6 separate regions of the Mus musculus genome follow, and regions 1, 2, 4, 5 and 6 are each linked to region 3. The links are chromatin contacts, called in public ChIA-PET, Hi-C, HiChIP or PLAC-seq and promoter capture Hi-C maps. All regions are on one chromosome and are shown on one strand. The core of a region is the stretch at or near the end of the contact, and the rest is flanking DNA. Distances in the headings are between cores, read along the strand shown.

What was found. Promoter capture Hi-C pulls out the DNA fragments that hold promoters and counts their contacts. Hi-C and Micro-C count contacts between places; a contact is called where the count stands out from the background. ChIA-PET counts read pairs in DNA pulled down with a chosen protein or histone mark. HiChIP or PLAC-seq counts read pairs in DNA pulled down with a chosen protein or histone mark.
Region 1: a contact with region 3 is called in a promoter capture Hi-C map of stem cell-derived epiblast-like cells, with 2.7 times the contacts expected there. The contact joins the promoter of Mmp9 here to the promoter of Zmynd8 in region 3. A contact is called at or near these places in 2 of 39 promoter capture datasets (hippocampal neurons and stem cell-derived epiblast-like cells).
Region 2: a contact with region 3 is called in a Hi-C map of rod photoreceptor, with 4 times the contacts expected there. The contact joins the enhancer-like site here to the promoter of Zmynd8 in region 3. A contact is called at or near these places in 1 of 39 promoter capture datasets (pre-B cells), 1 of 484 Hi-C or Micro-C datasets (rod photoreceptor), 1 of 115 datasets of contacts at active chromatin or transcription factors (large pre-B cells) and 1 of 9 other capture datasets (liver).
Region 4: a contact with region 3 is called in an H3K27ac HiChIP or PLAC-seq map of embryonic stem cells, with 2.7 times the contacts expected there. The contact joins the enhancer-like site here to the promoter of Zmynd8 in region 3. A contact is called at or near these places in 1 of 39 promoter capture datasets (cranial neural crest) and 5 of 115 datasets of contacts at active chromatin or transcription factors (SST interneurons, embryonic stem cells, epiblast stem cells and 2 more).
Region 5: a contact with region 3 is called in an H3K4me3 HiChIP or PLAC-seq map of bone marrow-derived macrophages, with 4 times the contacts expected there. The contact joins the promoter of Ncoa5 here to the promoter of Zmynd8 in region 3. A contact is called at or near these places in 1 of 39 promoter capture datasets (liver) and 1 of 115 datasets of contacts at active chromatin or transcription factors (bone marrow-derived macrophages).
Region 6: an RNA polymerase II ChIA-PET map of memory CD8 T cells shows a contact between it and region 3, with 9 read pairs. The contact joins the enhancer-like site here to the promoter of Zmynd8 in region 3. A contact is called at or near these places in 1 of 39 promoter capture datasets (cranial neural crest), 1 of 484 Hi-C or Micro-C datasets (natural killer cells), 7 of 115 datasets of contacts at active chromatin or transcription factors (bone marrow-derived macrophages, embryonic stem cells, forebrain and 3 more) and 2 of 9 other capture datasets (adipose tissue and liver).

What each region holds. Positions count from the first base shown.
Region 1 is chr2:164,946,821-164,949,520 of GRCm38.p6, reverse strand. Mmp9 (matrix metallopeptidase 9) reads right to left here and starts at 1,302. Exons shown (of 13, transcript NM_013599.4): 1 at 1,124-1,302; 2 at 457-686; 3 at 90-238. The coding sequence starts at 1,264.
Region 2 is chr2:166,397,714-166,400,413 of GRCm38.p6, reverse strand. No RefSeq gene overlaps it. Among named protein-coding and RNA genes, the nearest start is that of Gm30796, 5.9 kb to the left of the region's middle. Within about 2 kb of position 1,428, at least 108 of the 459 cell types and tissues checked have an H3K27ac peak or open chromatin away from gene starts, as enhancers often do. A contact at or near this core is called in rod photoreceptor, where this site is marked.
Region 3 is chr2:165,883,414-165,886,113 of GRCm38.p6, reverse strand. It overlaps Zmynd8 (zinc finger, MYND-type containing 8), which reads left to right and starts at 1,276. Exons shown (of 23, transcript NM_001363020.1): 1 at 1,276-1,506. The coding sequence starts at 1,493. It overlaps 1810021M19Rik (a long non-coding RNA gene), which reads right to left and starts at 385. Exons shown (of 3, transcript XR_866948.2): 1 at 1-385.
Region 4 is chr2:166,745,017-166,747,716 of GRCm38.p6, reverse strand. No RefSeq gene overlaps it. Among named protein-coding and RNA genes, the nearest start is that of Gm31117, 20 kb to the left of the region's middle. Within about 2 kb of position 1,261, at least 80 of the 459 cell types and tissues checked have an H3K27ac peak or open chromatin away from gene starts, as enhancers often do. A contact at or near this core is called in embryonic stem cells and trophoblast stem cells, where this site is marked.
Region 5 is chr2:165,033,468-165,036,167 of GRCm38.p6, reverse strand. Ncoa5 (nuclear receptor coactivator 5) reads left to right here and starts at 1,389. Exons shown (of 8, transcript NM_144892.1): 1 at 1,389-1,485.
Region 6 is chr2:166,547,979-166,550,678 of GRCm38.p6, reverse strand. No RefSeq gene overlaps it. Among named protein-coding and RNA genes, the nearest start is that of Gm29679, 15 kb to the left of the region's middle. Within about 2 kb of position 1,403, at least 78 of the 459 cell types and tissues checked have an H3K27ac peak or open chromatin away from gene starts, as enhancers often do. A contact at or near this core is called in bone marrow-derived macrophages and memory CD8 T cells, where this site is marked.

The DNA of each region.
Region 1 (2,700 bases), core at 53-2,552, 940 kb after region 3:
GGCAGGCATAAGAGCGGACAGATCTGCTGTCCCTTCTACTCTGTCCGTGGTCGTCCCTCCCATAGCCTGCCCAGCCCGGGAATTCTCACCCGCGACACCAAACTGGATGACAATGTCCGCTTCGGGTCCGTACACGCGGGTGAAGGTGAGGGGTGCCACCTCGCCCCACACCGCGAAGGCGCGCGCGAAGGCGTCATCGATCATGTCTCGCGGCAAGTCTTCAGAGTAGTTTTGGATCCTGGAGGTGAAAAGCCAGCGTCGATGGGGGATCGGGCATGCACGGATTACAAATGGGGGTGGGCGGGGCAGCAGCTACACCACGATCGCTTCAAAACACACAGGGCTGCAGCCTCTCTCGGAACTTGTATTGCTAAGGATCCCTTGTGTTCAGCTAACCGGAGGTGCAAACTGGCCTCCAGTCCCACCCAGGCACCTGCTTCTAGCCCGACATCTCACCAGTATGTGATGTTATGATGGTCCCACTTGAGGCCTTTGAAGGTTTGGAATCGACCCACGTCTGGGACACCACAGCGTGGTGTTCGAATGGCCTTTAGTGTCTGGCTGTCCAGCTCACCAGTCTGGGGCAGGGAGAGCTGCTTCTGAAGCATCAGCAAAGCCGGCCGTAGAGACTGCTTCTCTCCCATCATCTGGGCGGCCCGGGTGTAACCATAGCGGTACAAGTATGCCTGTGGATGGAGGAAGGGGCAGAGACATCACAGAGTTCTGGCACCTTGGCTCTGGACCTCTGGGCCACATGCTTAGGGACTCTACGGCCAGGACACCAGTTCTTCCTACACAGCTAGAATTCCCCTATCCTGAGGACAGCATCACACCTCGACCTCAGATGATATAAACCATGCCTACCCCTCAGCCCCACTAGAGTTTAACTGTTCACTGCCAACCTGCGCCATGTCACAACCCTTCGAAGCCGAACCCAATCTGTCCCTCCAACAGACCCGAATCTGCCCAGAGCCTCCAGACCACCTACCCCCTACTGCCTAACCCTGGCAGACATGCCCATCACCCCCAAATCCAGAAAGCATATCTGAGGCCCCATTCCTTGGGAGAGGGGGACATCTTCCTGACCAGCCCTTCTCAGCTATCCACCGAGCCATCTGTCTACCTCTGCCAGCTGGGTGTCCGTGAGGTTGGAGGTTTTCAGGTCTTTGGGGAAGACCACAAAAGTCGGCTGGCGCTGGTAAGGGGCAGCAGAGCTGCAGCCGAAAGCCAGGAGAGCCAGGAGCAGGGGCTGCCAGGGACTCATGGTGAGGACCGCAGCTTCTGGCTAACGCTGCCTTTGCAGAGATTTTAAAGAGGCAGTAAAACGGAATCAGTGACCCCGCCCCTCCCCTCCAGGCTTATGCTGACTCAGCGTGTGTGTGTGTGTGTGTGTGTGTGTGTGTGTGTGTGTGTGTGTGTGTGTGTTTACACTACCCCCTCCCTTATGCCCTGCCCACAGTCCCCCATTGCCAAGTCAGGCAGGACCCCCAGACCCACAGGAAACCACAGAACTCAGGGTTTAGTTTCTGCAAACTGCAGACTTTGTGGGAAAGGGAAGGAGGGTGTGCAGGATGGGGCATTCACCTAGCCCTAGGTCTGACGGCCCTGACTGATCAGCCCAGTAAAAGACTGGGAGACCTGAGGCCCGAGACCCCTCTTCCTTGGGCTTCTGAGACACCCCCTCCCTGGCCAGAGTGCAGCCTGGAGCCCATCCCCACACTGTAGGTTCTATCCTCTCATCCCCGCCCCCTGATAGAGTCTTTGACTCAGCTTCCTCTCCTGGCCTCTGGGAGCAGGCTCTTTGAGGCAGGATTTGGGGAATTCCATGGGGCAAACCCCTAGCTCCAGCAGGCTGACTCCTTGGGGAAGGAAAGATGAGCCTGGGGGGCGGGGGGACACACACATGTGGGAGCAAGCAGAAGCTTCATCCTTCTCAGGCTAGCACTATCCTTCCTCTTCTGTTTAAAGAACAAAAACAGACCCTTTGTCGCTCAAGCCTTTGTCCCTATATTGATCTGAGGATAAAATGAGACTCTCGAAACACAGAAAAACCACTTTCAGCAGTGTTCACGAGACCTCAGTTGATGGTGTCAGGTTTGTGATTGGAAATTAGGAGACTGGGGTCTTGGCTCTAAGCCTTGGGGTGACCTGGATGGGGCAAACACCTTCCTCTCCCGAGCTGTGAGATCGTCATGGACCCTTCCCCTCCTCCAGCCCTGCCCTGCTCCACTCAGGAAAGCTTTGGCACAGTCTTGCCAACAGCCGGCAGCCCCCGGCCTTCCATCCTCCTCGCCTGCCACCATGGTGGAGCAGGGCCTTGATCTGTCTTCAGCAAGCTGTTCTGACTAAGCCTCCTGTGTGCCCAGACCTTCATGTGCTTCCCAACGAACAGACCTGTGAGCCGGAGAGAGAGAGCTGGGTGTTCTCCCAAGCTTCTCTTAGATGCTTCTCACTGGTGAGCTCCAGCACTGAATTGCAGTTCTGGGTCTACCATTTCCCAACCTCGTCATTTCCCAACCACCTTGGGCAAGGCATTTCACCTCCAGGCCGCAGTGATCATTCACTTTTTTGATTTATTGTGTTGGACGTTGTGATACGCTCTCTACAAAACTCTCCTATATATTGCTATCCCATATGTGTGAGACTGTGTGTGTGTCCATATGTGAGTCTGTGTCTGTGTATGAGTGTGTGTGTGTGTGT
Region 2 (2,700 bases), core at 179-2,678, 510 kb before region 3:
CAGCGCCACCTTCTCGACACCTGCTTAATTGATTATGGGTTCAGAAGCCAAATTTAAACCCAGGCTTCTCATGACTAAAAACAGCAACAGCATTTGGCTTGATTTTTATAATATGCAAGAGTCAGGGTGTCTTTCCCTACATGGAGGAAGGGGGCACAATGTGAACAGGTCCTCTGATGTTTTGAGAAGAGCCAGAAGCAAAAATCTATTGATTACAAAACAAAACAGAAGAGTTGGTAGCTAACCAAGAAGAAAACAAAACAAAACAAAAAATACTAGTTTGTGCTGTCTGCCTGCCTGCCTGTCAGTGTTCTGCCTGGCTAAGCTCGTGGCACCTTCAGGACCCAAGGAGCTGGGCTCAGAAACTATGACAGACACCCAGCTTGACCCTGTTTTCAGAGTGACCAAGCTTGCGTTTACCACTCCCACGTTTGATAGAGGTGTGGGTGCAGCCCACACTTCGGCTCCCTCTGAGTGCCACAAGAAGCATCCTTGTCACCCAGGTGCTGTGAGAAAGGTCCCTTCCCCCAACCTCATGGCTGACACCCTGAGGCAGGAGGGACACGCACTAGGCACCTGCACCCATATAGGGAGATGAGTCTGCTGCTTCCCAGAGGCTGAGGCTGTGTCTGCTCAGAATTGGTGGCTGAGGCATGATGAGGGGGTGTTGTCAGGAGCTCCAGAACTTGGTATGAGTAGCTGGCCTGGGAGCTAATCGGTCACCCACACCCCAGCACTGTGGTGACAGATGTATGTCACCTTGCCTGGGTGCTGGAGGATTGGACTCAGGCCCTCATGCTTCTGAGGTGAAAACTTTACCAACTTTAACCAGGCCCAAGGCAGGCCAGTTTTAAAAGACTAGCCAAATAATTGCATAGCAGGTTCCTGGAGCTGGCCCAGGAGATCGCCCAGAGCTTCAGCGTGAGTGTGAAGTGCCTGGAAAATGTTGTCCCAGCAGGATGCATGGGCTGGGCCTGGAACTTAAATGTCATCAGTCAGGGGCTGGATGAGCCACTGAAGTCACAGAGAAAGGTGTCAGGATGACCTCAGCCTCGGCCCTTTGCTGTGGGGAGGTTTAGTCATGGAAAGAAACTAGATCTGCTTTTTCTGCACCCTCACCACCCCCAGGCTGACGCTGGGGAAAGCACATTTTGGTTGGCTGGCTAGCCAGCCTCCTCTTAAATATTTAACCCAGGCAGGGCAGTTCCTGCCTCCCACCTCCCTACCTCCCTCCCTCCCACCCTAGCTGTCCTTCAGCATCAGAGCTGGGGCCGGGAGGAGGGGCCCAGGACACATGTTTCTGAGTTAGAGATGCTGAAATCCTGGTAGTTACAGCAGTTTTAATAAATGGGGTTAATGCTCCAGGGTGAGGCTCTCCGTGTGCTGGTCACGCACAGCTGCCTGCATCAGTCCAGAGGTTTGTTTAAATGTACAGTTTAGAAGTGGATTAAGCAAGCTCTCTGAAGCCCAGTGTGCTGGGCAGGCGAGCACAGGGGACTGGTCAGAGCACAGACCCAGAGCCAGGGACAAGGATGCACAAGGCTGATTGACTCCAAGGATAGCGGGATGGAAAAGGAAGAGGCTTAAGTGAGATTTTTCAGTGAGCCCACAGCTGTTGGCTTCTTGGGGCGCTCACTGCAGCGGCTGGGGTTGCCTCCGCTTCTTCAGAGTCTGGGTCAGGCCTGGCAGATCAGGTCAGAGCTCGCTCTGTCCTTGGCCACTAAGGTGGATCCTCACTTCTCTTCCCTAGTCCTCCTTCCTCTGTCCTGCTGCATCCTGGATCCCACTTCAGCCATATTTAATGAGCCTTGGTAGCTTCAGTGCTACACCCCAGAGTGGACAAATGACAATAGGATTATTTCTTAGGTTTCTAGGTCTGAGAAGATTGAGGTCAAGGTTCTGGAAGAGCTGGCGTTCGCTGAGGGCCACTTTCCATCAAGGCATGGTCTCGTGACTTAACTACTCCCAAAGGCCGTGCTTCTCAACTGGGTTTTGTGGGGAATGGAGTGCTGACATACATCTGGACGCCTTTAGGCAAATGAATCCAGCTCAGCATTGCTTGGGACACTGGGGAGCTCATGGGCGAGCAAATGAGGTCATGGGATGCTTACCCGACTCTGTGAGACGGCTTAACCTACAACACACACTAAGCAAAAGATGCACTGCTTGACAGTGGCTCGTGCCATCTGCCCTGAGGTGGATGTGACACATTTGCACAGGTGACGTAGTAAGGACAGGCACCTGGGGACAGGGAGTGGGGCTGGCAGGAAGAGGTGCCTCCCAGAGGCAGGAGCAATGGCGGCGGCGGCGGCAGCAGCAGCAGCAACAGCAGCAGCAGCTTTGAGGAGAGCCTGAGACTTGGAAGGGAAAAGCTTGGTAACACACTGTAACAGGTACGAGCCTGACTCTCTGGTGAACCATCTAGGTTCTCGTGTCTCAAGACAAAGGACTACACTGGGCACATATGGTGAGAAACAGAAATAAAGGTGAGCCAAGAAGCAAGATCACTGAGCAAGGGAAATGGACTTCCAAGAATAGGAATGGGCTATTGAGCAGAGGGGAAAGCCAGAAGCACTGGGTTGGAGGCAGGGGACACTTAGAAGGCATTCACATAGCACCCACCTCTCCCACATCTGTATAGCCTGGGTTTTCCTTGTACATGCCCTGTTTGCGACTTGAAGCCTGGGTGATGGAGGGCTT
Region 3 (2,700 bases), core at 27-2,526:
TTAGGGGACGAAAAGAAGCAGTTCTCTGTGGAAATAAATTGAAGCAAGAAGCCTTACGAAGCCCAGGGGATTTGTCTGCCCACCAAACAGGGCCCAGTTTCCCCCCAGAACACACATACAGGGGCGATTGTGGCAGAAAGGGCCAACCTGTGGGTGTGTAGGCCTGACTATAATGGACGGGCTTGTTTCCTGGCCCGGTTTGACATCTTTCTCTGTCCCTCTGGATTTAAATGGCTTCTCTGACTGAGAGGCACTGCCTGTATGCCCTGGATTCACAAGGTCCACGCCTCCTTGGGAAGCAGAAGCGAGACAGCAGCTAGCTAGCTCCCTCTCTCTCTCTCTCTGCATCTGCCCGGAGAGCTGCAGCTGGTATTTTTCCACAGGCCCTTTTCTACAATCTCAGGGCCTAGTTTTTCCCAGCGAGGCCCAGAGTCCCAGAGAGGGTTAACAGGCAGGAAGCTGAAGGCATCACAGACTAAGACGGAAGTCAGATTTTTGTTTAACTGACAGGTTTAGCAGGCCTCATCGGTGGGGGGAGGGAGCAGAGGGAGGGAAGACTTAAATGGAGGCATGTGGCCTGCTAGCAACGCATTTGGCTTTTCTTAGGGTAAGCCTGGAGAGGGTATCTCCCTTGCCATCCTGACAGAGCCCTTTTTGGTTTGTCTTTGAGGATCGGCTGAGGGGTGGCGGTGAGAGGTTAGAGGTCTCCCAGTTTTGCAAATGGCTCTGTGGGCCTGCCTTTTTTCCAAGAGCCACTTTGACCATGACTAGGCAAACTTGATCGCTCCACCTCACAGCAAGCTGCACCTCTCAGCTCCCTGGAACCTGGGTGCCCCTTGCTGATTTGTTGGGGCTCCCTCGGGCTGCCTGTCTCACTCCCCGCGCGCGCCCCCCCCCCCCGCCCCCCTCAGAGGCCTGCGTCTGGCCTTGTCCCTATTGCTTCTGCCTCCCTGGGGCTCTCTCCACCCCTAAGCTCGACTTTGTCCTTTGAGACCCACTCAAGCTGGCTTGTTCTATAAAACGGCCTGCTCGCCTTCTTAGAGAAGGACTTGTGTGTGGGGGCAGGCGTGGATGGGTCAGCCAGCCCACCCCAAAAGGGCCCTTCCCAGTGGCGCGCTGGCTTCAGGCTTTGCTGGAGCAGGTCAGGCTGGCTGCACGGGTTTGCCTGGCCTGGGGGATCGAGCCAGGGGGTGGGAGAAGTGCTTGTGGAGGCCCCTGTCCCAAGTTTTCCCTCCTGCAGAAGGCCTAGCTTAGCCTGTCTTTTTCTATGCACAGGATGGCTCTTGCTCACCCGAGCCTCACAAAGATAATCGCTCAGGAAGTGTTTCAGCCAATCGGCGGCGGCTTTACACTCCGATTGGCCGGGGCAGCCAATCGGGGATGAGCTTTTATTAGGCGGCCAGATCATCAGCCGAAGTGCCAAACCCTTTTTCTGTGAGAACTAGGAGCCTGTCCTCCATGTTTTATAAGTATTGACATTACACAGTTAACAATGCATCCACAGAGGTAAGCTCGGCTTTTTAACCATCTTTTCCCCCCTCCCTCCGAGTCATCGAGTCGTGGACTAGCAGTGTGATTTCTCTGTAGCCTGGCTCTGCCACACTTCCCCCCCCAGAGCACTTAGGGTAACTTGGGACTGTTTAGAGAGATTTTTTTTTTCCTTTTTGGGTCACATGGCTAAGTAGCCATTAGCCATAGCTTGATTTTACAGACTGGTGAGGGCTTGGAATACCTTTATTTTGACCAGGACAAAGAATTTCTGGACTAGTTTGAAGCTAGATCCTGGTATGCCAAAAGAGAAGCTATTATCCCCCCTTCTTTTATTTTATTTTTCCCTCCCTTCCTCTCCCCCCTCTCCCTCTCTCTCTGAACAGTCCTCCCCCTGCACTGTCGGCCGCTGTGTGTCACATGCCTGCTGGGGGAAGAAAATGGAAGGTAAGCCAGAAGCCAGAAGGTCTTCTCCCAGCACAGTTCAGGACTGCCTGTGGCAGAGAGCAGAGCAAGCCAGCTTGCTTCTCCAGAGCGGTTCTGGGAAAGGCTGGGCTAAGTTCTGACAAGAGAGGATGCGTGTTTGCACCAGAAGTCAGGCCTGAACAAGAACAGTACTCAGGGACCCAGGCTGGTTCCTGGGCCTAGGTGGGTGGTGGCGTGTGGACTGTCATCTCTTCCTCTCCAGAGCTTCGCACTCGCAGCAACATTGTTCAGGGTTTTTTTTTCCTCCCCCCGACTTAGCTTGGTACAGAATGTTCTTCAAGTCAGCCTACAGCCAGCAAATGGTTCTGAAAGTGTTTCCTAGCCTCTGAGGGAGTTTTTGGAGTAGGCTTGGTGCCTGGGGGGTTGGGGGTGGGTGGGGTGGGAGTGGGGATGGGGAGAGATTTTGAATAACATCCTGAAGGGGGGAAAAAAAGAGATCTGTGAAGACTCTGACTCCTTTAGTTTTATACTTCTTGCATGATTTTTCCATGGGCTAATGTCTCTTTTATCCTTGTCTCCCTCCCCCCTTTTCAAACATTCTATCATCTTCTGTCTTCTGTGATACAGTGCAGGGGACATGGCTCATACATACCTGAGGCTCATGACAGCATCCCATATCCAGTTGCTGGGTTGTGTTGTTGTGGTTGTTGTAGTGGTGGTGGTGGTGGTGGTGGTGTGTGTTTTTAATAATACCATGTAACTGTTTACCAAAAAAAAAAAAAAATT
Region 4 (2,700 bases), core at 12-2,511, 860 kb before region 3:
CACATACCCCTCCCATTATTATGGTGGTGTTCTGGGGACTAGCATCCTCACTGAACTCTCATAGAAGGCTGCTCTGAGAGTGTGAATGTGAGCACCGGAGGGAACCAGGTGTGACTGCAGGGACCTCAGCCAGGTCCTGTCAGAAAGGGAGATTGGCTCGGCGGACTCGAGAAGAGGCATGATGACCACGTTTTGTTTTGAATTTTAAACAATCCACCTCATTCTTTTGTCAATCTTTATTTTTAATTTGTGTATTTGTGAGGCATGTATGTGGTGTGTATGTGGCATGTGTGTGCATGTGTGACTATGTGTGTACATGCATGGAGGCCAGAGTCTACACCAGGTGTCTCTCCCAACTTTCCACCTTAGTATATTTTTGGTTTTGGGTTTGAGACAGGGTTTCTCTGTGTAGTCCTGGCTGTCCTGGAACTCACTTTATAGACCAAGCTGGCCTCGAACTCGGAGATCCGCCTCCCTCTGCCTCCCAAGTGCTGGGATTAAAGGTGTGTGCCACCATCGCCCACCTAACTTTTTGAGACAGGGTCTCCCACTGAATCAAGACCTCTCTGATTCCACCAGGCTGCTGGTCAGAGCACAGGAGACCTGCCTGCCTCTGCCTTTCAGCACTGGGCTTACAGACATCCATTTCTGCACTCACCTTTTACGTGAGCTCTGGGACCCTCGCACTTACAAGGCAAGCAGTTTGCCCACTAAGCCGTCTCCCAATACTACCACTTTAAAGTTAGCATCTGTTGTGTCTGGCCAGTAGATCACAACCTGGGTTCTAGTCTGGAAAGGCATTTTGGAAACCTGGAAGAGAAGAGGGGCTGGGCTGCGCGAGATAAGGAAGGAACCAAGACAAAAGTCTCTGCTCAAGGTTTAATTTTTACTATTTCGGCACTCCGTTAAGAAGGAAGGGGGAGGGGCCCAATTCCCGCCAAATAATCTTGGAGTCCAGTAGCAGGGTGATCACGTGATGGCTCCAAACAGCAAAGCAGCACGTTCCAGCAGTGGGCGTGGCAGAATGATTGAGCGGGAAGCTCCACCCCTGAGCAAGCAGGTTTCAGGCTGGGGGAGGGGAGACTACAAGCATCCAACGACATTAGGTGTTGGGCAGCACTGTCCAGAGCTTTCTCTCTGTCTTCTACTCCTGGAATACCTCATCAAAACCAGAATTCTACTTATTAACTCCAAGCCCTGGCTGTTGGTCTCCAGCCGAGTCTGCATGTCATCCGCTGCCTGTGACTGAATTGTTTCACTTAACACTGTGCCTGCTGCTCTATCCACACTGTAAGCCTGTGTGAGGAGCTCCTTTCCTTTTCAAGGATGGCTAATATTCCCTCTTAGGTTCAGCACCCCACTTTGTTGATGGACCCTTGGGCGGTGTCTACTCTTTGCCTCTGCTTTCAACACTAGGGTCCAAATCTTTGCTCAGACGCCTGCTCTCAGTTCCCATGGGTATGCAAAATCCAGGTGTGTGTGTGTGTGTGTGTGTGTGTGTGTGTGTGCACGCATGCATGCGTGTTGTGTGTATGCATGCGTGTCTGTCATGTATGTGCGTGTGCGAGTGTGTTGTATATGTGCGTGCATTGCCAAATCAGCTCTATTTTTAAGTTTCTGAGGGCCTCTCCTGCCGTTTGGCTCTGCAGCTGCATGGCCTTGCCCTACCCCCACCCTGTCCCCCCTCCAACAGTGCATGAAGGTTCCTGTTCCTCCACTCTGTGCTCTGGGGTTTTCTCGAGGCAATGTTCCCCTTGAGTTCTTGGAGACAGAACCCAGGGCTTCCTGTATGGCAAGCTAGTGTGATACTAAACTACCCGCCCCCAGTGCTGCTGGCTTTTGTGGCAGTCAACCTAATGGGTGGGAGCCAAGCAAGCTCATTGGGTTCTTCAGGGGGCAATTCTTAGAGTTTGGGGGGGGGGAGAGTCATGGCTTGTATTGAAACCTGCCAGCAGGAAAAGTGCACATTGGTTTTGGTTTTATTTCTACCATAAGCAACTTCGTTGGATTGCGAAAATTCATTTAAAAAATCACCCATATTTCCTAATTTTTATTCTCATTTGAACTAGAGAGTTAAGTTATAGCTGTACCATGGCAGGGGTACACAGTAGGTGCTCAATAAATGTGTATATCAGGAAGGCTTCAGTTGCCCGAGTCTAAGAAAGATCACACCAAGGAAAGTGACAGGAAATGGCAGGTGACTCCAAGAGTCACCTAGGCACTGGGATGAGGATGTCTGGCTACCTTCAGTCTCACTCATGGGTCCTGTCTCACCTCAGAGACAGTGGTGAAGACATGAGGGCTCTGGCACTGGGCTCTAGGGACAGTGCAAACAGAGTCACCCACAAGGCTCTTCTCTCTCTCTCTCTCTCTCTCTCTCTCTCACACACACACACACACACTTTTAAAGACAGGGTCCTATGTAGCCCAGGCTGGCCTCTAACTCCTTGTGTGGTTGAAAATGTTTTTGGACTTCTATCTCTCCCTTTGCCTTCCCAGCGCAGTGAGTCCAGTCCCACGACACCACACTTCATTGACCTGAGAAACTTCATTTAAAACAAAAACAATCACCCACCATATTTCCCAATTTTTATTCTTGCCTGACTTAGAGTTAAGTTACAATTGTATTTGGTACTGTAGGAGAACACACAGTAGGTGCTCAATAAATGTGCATATCAGGAAGACTTTGGAGGCCTGAGT
Region 5 (2,700 bases), core at 140-2,639, 850 kb after region 3:
TGTCTTTTAAGCAATTATTTTATAATTAAAAAGTTTTGAGGCAGGGTCTCCCTTGCTGGCCTGCAATTCCTTATTTATAGGCTGGCCTTGACTGCACAGTGGTCTGTCTGCCTGCTTCTGTCTCCCGAGTGTTGTTATTAAATATGTATAGTGATACCGGGCGTCGTGGCACACGCCTTTAATCCCAGCACTTGGGAGGCAGAGGCAGGCGAATTTCTGAGTTCGAGGCCAGCCTGGTCTACAGAGTGAGTTCCCAAGGCTACACAGAGAAACCCTGTCTCGAAATACAAACAAATATATATATATATATACAGTGACATACCAGATGGCTTTTGTGTTTTAATGCGTGCGTGTGTGTGTGTGTGTGTGTGTGTCTGTGTCTGTGTGTGTGTGTGTGTGTGTGTACATGGGGTTGAACTCAGGTCATCAGACTAGGCAGCACACACTTTTGTCCCCAGAATCACCTTACCAGCCACGCTTTGAGGTCTTTGTAGCAAATGTACAAGAAACAGTGAGTCAACTAGCAGAATGAATATAGGATCCGATGTTTAAAGAAACTGGGCTTCTCACAGTGTTCAAATCCCACAGTCACCAGTTTAGTTGGCCTGTATTGTTCAGGAGGAAGACGAGGCCCTACGGCATTTGAGGCACGAGGCGATTCATGTAGCCGGAGCTTTGATTCATGGAGAGCATTTACAACTGTAAATTCCAGTCCCTGTGACAAACTCTAGATTAAAAGGGGGGAGGGGGGACCCACACCTTTTTTACATGCTTCGTGGTCGACAGTAACGTTGAAGTCAATTTTTGACCTTGAATATTTCTCAAAGAAATATCTCAAGAAAAAAACCGTAATATATCTCCAGGAGCCTCTTGGCTCCTAGAGACAGCTAGGCAACTAATAGGATCCACAATGTATTTAAATGCAAATTTAAACCCAGCTTTTTCTTCACCTCTCTGCTCTCTTTGTTCCTTGTGATCAGGTTTGGGCACTGCACATTTTCCATCTACAAATGCTTGGCCTTTCGGGGCTTTAAGTTTTACAGGGATGAAAGTACTGGGGGACTTGTTCTTGTTACACAGTTATGGATGAGGAAAGGGGATCTGGAAAAGGGAAAAGCCAGACAGCAGTCCTGCGCGGGGCGCAGGCGTGGAGCGGGTCCTCCACTGAGACCCCGTTACTAGGCAACCGCTGGCGTTCTCAACCGCCGCCCCAGAACCACCGCCTCGCCCCCGTCGCCAAGGAGATGGACGCCTCAGCTCAGCCCTGCCGTAAACCCGCAGGCTCTTTACGACACTGCCGCGGCCGCCGCTGCGTGCGCGCCCTCTGCCCCTACCTCCACACTCCGCCCCGGCCGCCATTGCCTCGTGCCCGCGCTAGTCGGTTGGTGGCGCCTTTGTCCTACGGCGGGCAGGTGGGCAGAGGCCGAGGCGGCAGCGGCGGGCCTGAGGCGGAGGAGCGGCGGGGAGGCGGCCACGCCGGTAGCGGTGAGTGCCGGGGAGCGGTGGCCGTCCGCCGAGGCGTAGTACTGATGGGCAGGCGGTTGGGGGGGCGACGGGGACGCTGAGGCGGGAGGGCCCGTTCGACGCGCGGCCTGCTCTCCGGGCACGCGCGAGGCTGCGCATGCCCCGGAGCGGGGCGCGGCTGCCTCCGGCTCCGGTCCGGTCCGGTCCGGTCCGGCCCAGACCCGAGTCTGGCGGACCCAAGTAGGCGAGCGAGCGACTGACCGTGCGCTGAGGTGGGCACCGCGGCCCGTTTCGGTCGCAAGCTGCTGAGGCTTCTTTGTAGGATCGAGCACGCCCTGCACTCGAGAGTCTGTGAAGTCGCTCGCCCGGGGCTTTGGTGGGCGAGGGGAGCTCTTGTGAGTCAGTGGCACTGGAGGGCTTCGAACCCGGGTCCAGGATACCGGTCTCGGCGGCGGTGTCCAGGCGCCAAGCAGCCTAGGGAGCGCTGTCGCCCTGGGCGTATTCTCGAGATGTCAACTTGTGTGACAGCTCGCCCATTCTATGGACGTGGACCCTAGGCCCGGAGAACCGGGCGAGAGAAATTGTGCCGGAGGTTCGTACGGACACGGCGCCGGAACCTACTGGCTTCCCAGGGCCCTTCCCGCACCCCGGTAGCGGGTCAGGGGCTTTGCTTAGGACCACGTCTCCCCAGCTTCCGTCCCTCGCGCTGCACCTTTACAAGTCCGCCTACATCTGTACTAGATACCAAATGTTAAATGTTTTTCTTTAAACTGACTCTGACCCTCCCTCCTTAAATGCATTTGTTTAAGGCGGAAATTTTGAACCCCAAACGGTATAATGGAAAGCCAGTTATTTCTCTAACGCTCATAAAAAAAATAAATACCTGTCTATTAAAATAAACACTTGTGTCCTTGTTCCTCCTGAAGTTGTGCGCTCCAGGCTTTGGGAACCGCTGCCCTTGGAGTACGGGGTTAATTGTCATGTTATGTCTTTCACTGTATATGGAATTTTTCCCCCTGCGGCATTCCAGCTCCCATTGCAATGTCCCGGGGTGTCCCGGGATCTTCAGGGTGATGATAAATATTCTGAGCTTTCTCATTGTAAAAGGTTGTCCTTTAGAAGCGCTAATCTCAGGAGCTGCAAGAACCATCCCTCAGATGTACTGGGTGTGTTTCCTCGCTTTCTTACAGTATTGTGGTGTGGTAGCCACCTTGAAAGTTCATGAAAGGATGCTTC
Region 6 (2,700 bases), core at 154-2,653, 660 kb before region 3:
CTCCACTCACCTTGCTCAGAACTTCCTAGGGCTCCCCTTGCACTCAGAGACAGCCCATTCCCTATGGGACAGAGATGTCTACGCTCAGATTCAGGGATTTCCAGGAAGCCTCAGTGAGGCCTTTCCCTTCCCAGTGGGGGGAGCCTGCAGACACCTACAGAAAGATTGACTATGTGGAAGAGTGACGATCCTTTGGGCTTGTGAGGCTTGGGGAGCCATTTCTTCTGGGTCCGGAAGCCCCCCTACACTCTGCTCCCCATGTTGCTGGGATGTCCCATGCATATGGAAGGCACAAAGGACAGCCACATGCTGGCTCTTTCCTCCCATGGCCCCAGGAACACAGTGGCAGTTCTGCTGTGCAGGCCAGCAGTCTCAGAACAGAGGCGCGGAGCGGGAGCCCACCGCCGCTCCAGCTGCCAGGTGTGGCCATGACCTCAGGTCACAGTGCCCGGGGAAGCGCCGTGATGGGCATCTGCCTGGCCAGCCCCCCATTTTCCTGTGAAAGGGAGGCAGGACCTGACTGGGGCTGGGGTACCATCTGCTGTGTGAGTGCTTTGTGCTGAGAACTATGTGTGAGCCAAGCATCCCACCCTAGGGAGGCACAGCCACCGAGCAGGACCAGCTGGCAGGGGAACGGAGGGTAGGCTGGGGTGCCTGTCTCCATCTGTGTGTAACCCCTCCCAGGGAGCTCTGTGCTCACTGCACCTCAGTACAAGCCTGAGGTCCACCGCAGGCGCTTGGCCTCCTCAGCTGAGCTGCTCCACAGCCAGACGGCCATGCTGGTAGCCCAGAGGCTGTATACCCTGTACCTTGCACTCAGCGTCCTGGACTAGATAGCATCCGAGTGGATACACAGAAGGAACTCTGGGGACAGATGTGGACACTGGCCTCTTAGAACTGTTGTAAATTTGTCTGTACATGGAGAGAAGAGACAGGGGTCTGGGCCATGTTCTCCACCCTACCCACCCCGTGCCTTCCCTTTCTGGCATTTACAACCCAGGAAAGCAGGTGTTTTTCCCTTGACCCTGGTCTGCCCCTGCCTTGACATGAGGATCCTGGAGGGCGGGCCTGGTCCATTTTGTGCTCAGCTGTTGGAGGTGCACTGCTTTCAGACTGCTGCTTGTCCTGACTGCTCGCCCGTGGGAGGGGCTGGGATGCTCCCGTGTGTAACCTCTGCCCAAGGATCTTGCTGCATTGGTGGCAGTGGGCCTGATGAGGCCCCAGCCTGTGCACCACGGGCCTGGCAACTGGGGGCTTCCACTCTGCCACATTGTCCCGACTTTCTGACAAGACACAAGTGATGGGGATCACCCTCCCCCTTCGCCCTGCCTTGGGGGGGAAGGGGATGGGACCCCTAGTTAGTCACCTGCTGTGTGCCACCTAGAGCAGTTGGGACAGACCAGCTTCAGAGGACACAGGAAGGAAGCAGCCCCTGTGGTTTCTGCGGTCCACAGTGTTTCCTAACACACAGGGTGAGAAATGGGAGGGCAAGGGGTAAGCCTGCTTCTCTTGCTGTCTCTCCCTCAGGGGCCAGGTAGGTCTTTTCTGGATCTGGCCAGGCCTAAAGGGGCTCAAGGTCGCAGTGGGTACAGTGTTCTTTCTGTCTCTATTTGTCTGCCTGTCTCTCTTGCCCTTTGTTTCTCTAAATTCATGGCCTCTTTTACTTTAGTTCACACACACACACACACACACACACACACACACACTCACAGTTTCCTTGTTGAGGGATGAGGACTGCACTTATCCATGGATGTCTTAGTTACTTTTCTGTTGCTGTGAAGAGACACCATGACCAAGGCAACTTAGAAAAGAAAACATTGTGGCGAGGGGCGGGGGGGGGGGGGGAGATCTGAGGGGGAATTGTGGGGGTGGGGGGGTGGGGGGAGAGGACTTACATTTCCAGAGGGTTAGAGTTCATTATCATCATAATGGGGAGCATAGTAGCAGGCAGGCATGGTGCTGGAGCAGTAGGTGAGAGCTTCTGATCCACAGGCAGAAGGCAGAGAAAGCTAACTGGAAACAGAGTGGCTCACTGCCCCTGCCACACCTCTTCCAACAAGGCCACACCTCCTCCAACAAGGCCACACTTCGTAATCCCTCTCAAACAGTTCCACCAACTGGGCACCAGGCATTGAAACACATGAGCTTATGGGTGCCATTCAAACTACCACAGTGGTTACAAAGACAACTACTTGGAATGTAACCCATGTGGAACAATGCCTTGGGGAACTGTGAGAGAGGCGGCAGGAAAAAGCTCAGAGGGCCTTTTACTTTGAGGGCATTTTGCTCTTTGGATGTGTTTTTGTGCCTCCAGTGCTAAACATTTACATTCAATTTATAAGGCATGTTTATTCTTGTTGGATGTCGGATCATAGCTGTAGAACCCAATCCGGTCAGTGTGCCCTGAATCTGGATCTGGCCTTCTGCTGTGCTTTCATGTTTTCCCCAGATATACTCTCCAGTATGTGCCAGGCGATTGTGTTTCAATGGCTCTGTCCTGAGAAAGTGCTGGGAAAGCGCTGCTCTGTCAATATTTGGTATGTGCTTACTGACGCTTCTTTACATGTTTGTCTCATCATGTTCTTCTGAACTCCAACAGCCTCCCCTGGGCCACTGCTTTCTTTGTTACATTCGTGTATAGAAGTCCACTGACTCTGAAGTAAGCTTGTCTAAAGCGTTAGGCTGTGGTCTGCCCCGTTC